2 separate regions of the Zea mays genome follow, and region 2 is linked to region 1. A link is a contact called in public Hi-C data. All regions are on one chromosome and are shown on one strand. Each heading gives the region's core, a stretch centred on a gene start, on an enhancer-like site or on the middle of the called end of the contact. The rest is flanking DNA. Distances are from core to core; before and after follow the strand shown. Region 1 overlaps LOC103634945 (chromatin-remodeling ATPase INO80). Region 2 has its middle 41 kb from the start of LOC109943626.

Region 1 (3,006 bases), core at 92-2,591:
TGAAAAGGTTAGGAGACAATTCCACAACAGTTTTCCCTTGCAGCCATCTGTCAGCCCAGAATTTTGTATTTTCCCCATTGCCAACCAAGGTGGTAACCACCGCATCGAAGAGAGCATGAGGCTTCTTTGGTACATGGATGGGCAGCCCGACCCAAGGTACCCAAGGTCGTGAGTTGTCTGTCTTTTGTAACCACAGCCATCTAATACGCAGTGCCCAGCCGAACCGTTCGCGGTCATGCACTTCCAGACCACCATACTTGAGAGGCCGCTGAACTCTAATGTAGGAGAGTCAAGGACGCGCGACAAGTAGCGAACCTGAAAGAGACCGGCCTCAATGGATTGAACTTAATTTAAGCACCTATTTAAACCTTATATGGGGTTTCGATTTGGGCTATATTGGTTGAACTTGACTTGCATTTTAGTCCATATATGATGACTAATACTATGACTGCTGTATTTGTGCAATATCAGTGCAAATTGAGAGCACCAAACAGAAATGATCGGGCTTGAGAATTCTCTGCTACTATGAATTTCTTGCATTTGCCTTCGTGAGCCACTATGCATTTTGACGTCATATTCGGGTGCCTCATCTTGCAATCAAAATTGCCGTTCTATTTGTTGCTCTTGAGAGTTGAGACCTTTTAATTTGATGCTCGAGAGTTGAGACCTTTTGTATTGGTTACTCGTAGGGTGCAAAACAGTTATGCTCAAAATTGTTTTTATATGTTCTCTTGCCACCTTGTCTATCCAACTTGATATTTTTTAAGAAGCCTTGCTAATTAATTTTCTTAAAAAATATTTCCAGAAAAAGAGCTCCCACAAGAAGCATACGAATACTCATGACAATGACAGTACGGACAAGAATGGAGAGCCCGATGTGGGAGGTGATCACCCGGGGAGTATTCACACAGAAAATGAACAGATCGGCGAACCAAGGCCTAAAAGATCAAAAAGGCTGATGAAGAGCATTACTGATAAGGAACTAGCGGCTGCTGCAGGTGATGAGGAACCGGCAGAAAATCACAGAGCCCATGATTATGATGGTACAGAAGAGGTTCAAGACGGCACTGCAGCCTGATCCACTTGACATATAAACGAGAACCGAGGATGATACATGGCAAGACGAGTAATTTACTATGCTGAGCTTGGGCATCAGAGGTGTGTAGATCAGGAGCCTTCTACATGGTACAGACATGGGAAGCACACAGATTATTTAACCACACACCTCCCATACTAAAATCAGCGAAATCAGGTGATTAGGCCGTCAGTGCGGTGGTCCGTAGCAATAAGCTGACAGAGGGAGAGGGTGTTGCCTTTTAGAGGCGAGGGCTATATCCTCCAGAGGTTAACATGCAGTCCACATCTGCAGTATTCGTTGTGCTGGCTGTGACCATAATGGAGGAGGTGGAGGGTCCATGACCAGCACACACAGAAATAGTTTCGCGTAAAGAGGGTAGCTATATCTGTATTGGCGATAGTTTTGGTGTTGATAATTAAAGCAATGGAACACGGCTGGAAAATAGCTGCCGTGATGTTGTAATGTATTTTAAGGGGGGCGTTTGGTATGGCTCAATCCTAACTTCAGAGTTGTAAAGTAGTTTTGGGAGCTGCAGTATAAATTTAATTTTCGACTTTTGGAACACAGCTGTCAAACACCCTCTAAATAGTTTGTTTTTGTCGAACGACAGATTTGTCATGCAAAAATTTCACGCCATCATTCAAACAAGCCCACGTCTATTAGCCCGTAGAAGCACCGCCCGAATAAAAGCACATCTCCAATAAACTCAATATATGGCTAATGCCCAATGGGACCTACTCGGTTTTAGTTTGTTCTAAAGATGGCAACGACTGAAGATTCGCCGGATTTTACTACTCCAGGACTGGCCTGTTAAACTAAAAACTTTCTACTCTAGCTAATACCCGTACCTATACATAGGTACAATTCCACACGTATATCGAGATCCGTCAGGTATTCTATACGTGACGGATACCCATATCCGTCTAGAGTGCTGGAGTTGCGTCTATCCGTTCAACTTAGTTTATGGCGAATGATGAGCGTTGAGTGACAACGTCCGGCCTTCCATCTTCCAGGTGCGAATATTGCCACATGCCTGCGTGCGGTTTGGTCGCTTGAATTGCACATTAACGAATAGTCGCATCGCAGAAGCTTGGAGTCTTGGACGTGCTTTACTGTTTTAGATGGTTGTCTATCTATTGATGTCATGTGTCTTAAGACCCATGTAGCGTGTAGTACTCAGGAGCCAGGAGCCCAAGATAAATCATTAAGTTAGAATAAAAATTTAGAGAATTGTTGGCTATATTCTGGGTATTTTATACCCATAGGTACACGTGTACGAGTTTAATGAGTACTTACTCGTACACGTTGCATTGGGTCTTTTTTTTCTCATTAACAAACTCGTAGATATAAAATTACGACTAAACCCGTTCCCTAATAGAGTAATTACCCACCAGGTAACGGGTAATTGGTCCACGTTGCCATCTTTAGTTTGTTCCAGTAAGAACATCTCCATTAGTTCTTAAAAATGGTCCTAAACTTAGATTTACCAAGTTGCTAAATATATATAGGGAGCAAAAAGAACTCTAGTCTCCAACCATTTCCAATTCTTAGGTTGTTAAATATTTTTTTGGCTTTTCTAATTATTACTTGCAGCTTAAAATTTGGTTCATTTGTATGACAAAGTTCAATAATCATTATTCTTCTCTTGATTACCATTTTTCGTTATTATGAGTCATGGTCGGTCGTTTTTATCTAATTTTTTGGATGGGTCAAATTTAGACTTGTCAAACAAGGAAAATGAAATCATTTTTTCGTAGCTTGAATTATTCAAAGTGCATCGATGGCAGACAATGGATTTTATACTGCGTTTAACACGCGAAATAGACCATTGAGAGTGTCAAACAACTCCCTAAGTCTAGGGAATAAATAGAGATATTTAGAAAGCTAATATATTTTGGGACCTTATTTAAAGAATTTAAAGAATTGTT
Region 2 (2,890 bases), core at 36-2,535, 180 kb after region 1:
AAATACTTAAACAGCACAATCAAGATTATATTCCACATGGCATGATCTCCAGATTATTAGCAGCAATGCAGTTAGCTTTATCACAATTATCCAGTGAGCACAGGTGCCATGTTGAATTATATAACATATAGAAGATGCAATAATTCTGTTCAAGCATATGCCAGCTCGTGATGTCAAGTTCTTGTTTGTGTAGCACATGGTCACATGCTCATATTTTAGTTAGGCATGTCACTAATTGATGTCCCATGCATGGTGGACTAGATTGTTAAGAGTGTGTTTATTTTGAGAAATCACTTCATGAGTCCATTCCTCAAGGGGTGTTTGTTTTGAGAAATCACTTAATCTAAAATAAGATGGTGCATCATAGATTTATTTCTCAAATTTGGTGGGATGACTCAATTACTCATAATAGTACCAACTAACTAACTATGAGAAATGCGGTGGTGATCAATCAACTTATTCCATTACACAAACCAAACAAAAAATAAGTAGTGAGAAGATGATGGACTAGCTAGCTTATTACTCAAACCAAACACCCACAAATTTGGTGGGATGATCTCATTCCTCGTATTAGTATTAACTAACTAACTATGATGAATGATGTGGTGATGAATCAACTCATTCTATTCCACGAACCAAATAAAAAAGCAAGAGTCAATTCTCTATCGGCCACTGACAAAAATTGAAATTCCATATATACCATTAAAAAACTTGTGACGCCTAACATACCACTAACAAAATTTTCCCATGCCCTTTATGCCATTACCGTTAGATTTTGGGTTGACGGCAACTCACCAAAGCTTGAAAAGACCATATTGCCCTTGGTTCATGTGGCGTTAGAATTTTTGATTTCCTTCTATACCATTCCAAGCGTTTATTTAGCATTGTACATAGAGTTATTAAACGAGACGATCTAGCAGCAGTTGGGTGCTCACGTACGGAGGCGTAAACCAGCATGCACGCTATCATGACAAATCACCAACGTGACGTGCGTGCGTTCTATCATGCACGACAGCTAGATTTTTCTAAATAACCGAGGAAAGATTATAAAATAATACGTACAAAATACGGAGCGAGAAATGTTAATTCATTCATGGACCAATGGAATATTGCATGCAGTGTAGCCTACAGGCACCGACCGACGAGAGGAGCTCGGCTCGAAGCGGGACGGCGACGGCTCGGCGACGTGCGGCAGTAGCTCGGCGAACGGCCACCACACCTCGACCATAGATGCGTCTTGCTAGCTGCCGAGACGAGATGGACGACTCGATTGGTGGTGGGCCGACCACGTGCATGCGTGCGCTGCTGCCGTCGTCGCACCTCGCATGCACGTCACCTTTGCCCTACATGCACCTCGCGTACCCGATAGCCGCAGCTGGCTGTGTGCGCGGCCGCTGTGCGCCCACGCCGGCGCCCCACTGCTGGTACCCGCCAAGCACACACATGACACGACACTGTCGTCTCCAAGCTCGCCGTACGTGCCATTGCCACGCCCAAGCACACACGTGAAATTCCATAACACGAATATGAATATCCATGTTTGTTCACCTTTCTTCTTGAGAACACGTGTTATCAAACCATCAAAATTTAGAGCATTTTTGGGTTTATTATATATATTATATAAACTCGCGCATAGCAGTGATCGGATGCCGTCAACCATACGGGGAGATCAAGTCCAAAAGAACTTTTTAAAAAGATTTAATACTTAGCCAATACGACTGAGTGGCATGGAAGGAACTTACGCAAATTTTCAATGTGAACTAAGCAAAGGGCGATGTGGTCTTTTTCATCCTTCAGTCAGAAACTGTCACCTTCAAATTTGACTGCAGTGGCACAAAAGTCCCCGAAAATTTTCACCGATGCCATGTTAGGTGTTAGCATGATGTAATCAGGCCTTGATTTGTGGATGTAATTGCGCTATCTACGGTTGCCTTGCATGCTACCTGTGCGCTGTATATATGTACTCCTATTCCCAGTATTGAAATACAATCAATCATTCACATACTTACATGGTATCTATCGCGGTTCCGATCCGCTACGCTTCCGCAACCCTAACCAGCGCCCGCCGCCGATCCGATCGCCACCACCGTCGCTGACCACACGTCGCTGGGTGTCGCCGGTCTCATCGCCCGCGCTGCTGATCTGTTCCTGCGTCCGCTATACGCCGCGCAGGACTCCCGGCCGCGTCCGTCCCGTGTCGTCTGCGCGCGAGCAAGTCTCATCCGAGCGCCCAGCCGCCCAGGACTCCCGGCCGCCGCTGCCCCTGCTTCCATCGCGCGCAGGACGTCCAGGCGCGTCCTCAACCGAGCGCGCAGCCGCATGCTGTGCTGTCTGCGCGCGAGCGCGTCTCATCCGAGCGTCTCCACCGCTGCGCCGCCGCTGCTCCGTTGGCGTTTGAACTCCGCCTATTCTGCTCACCGGGGATTTCGTGGCGGACGACGCCGACGCGACTGCCGCCGCGGCGGCGGCTCAGGAAGCCGAAGTCCGCGCCGAGGCCGAGCGCCGTACCGAAGCGGCACGCCTCCGCGCTGCAGCCCTCAGCAATTTTGAAGCAGCCCATGAGGCTATCTGGACACAAGCCACCACCGTCGTCAACGTCAAGGCGATGATCCCCATCATCCTCGACAAGGCTACCAACACCTACACCAAATGGCGCGGCATATTCCTCACCGTGCTCGGCAAGTACGCCCTTACCCCGCACGTCCTCGAGGACGCGACACATCCCGATCGCCCCGTTTGGGTCTAGACGGATTGCGTCGTCTTGTCATGGATCTTCACCACCGTCTCCGGCGACCTCCAGCAGTCGCTCATGATCCGCCCACGCCACGCACGCGAGGCGTGGTGCTACCTTGAGGACGAATTCCTCGACCAGAAGGAGTCTCATGCCCTT

The links. Hi-C and Micro-C count contacts between places; a contact is called where the count stands out from the background.
Region 2: a Hi-C map of leaf shows a contact between it and region 1, with 4 times the contacts expected there. The contact joins two enhancer-like sites. A contact is called at or near these places in 5 of 25 Hi-C or Micro-C datasets (ear, leaf, seedling and 1 more).

The regions. Positions count from the first base shown.
Region 1 is chr1:60,592,475-60,595,480 of Zm-B73-REFERENCE-NAM-5.0, forward strand. It overlaps LOC103634945 (chromatin-remodeling ATPase INO80), which reads left to right. Exons shown (of 22, transcript XM_020546378.2): 22 at 806-1,682. The coding sequence ends at 1,078. Among protein-coding and RNA genes, the nearest start is that of LOC103634945, 19 kb to the left of the region's middle. Within about 2 kb of position 1,342, at least 12 of the 20 cell types and tissues checked have an H3K27ac peak or open chromatin away from gene starts, as enhancers often do. A contact at or near this core is called in ear and leaf, where this site is marked.
Region 2 is chr1:60,774,441-60,777,330 of Zm-B73-REFERENCE-NAM-5.0, forward strand. It overlaps the pseudogene LOC109941143. Among protein-coding and RNA genes, the nearest start is that of LOC109943626, 41 kb to the left of the region's middle. Within about 2 kb of position 1,286, at least 15 of the 20 cell types and tissues checked have an H3K27ac peak or open chromatin away from gene starts, as enhancers often do. A contact at or near this core is called in ear and leaf, where this site is marked.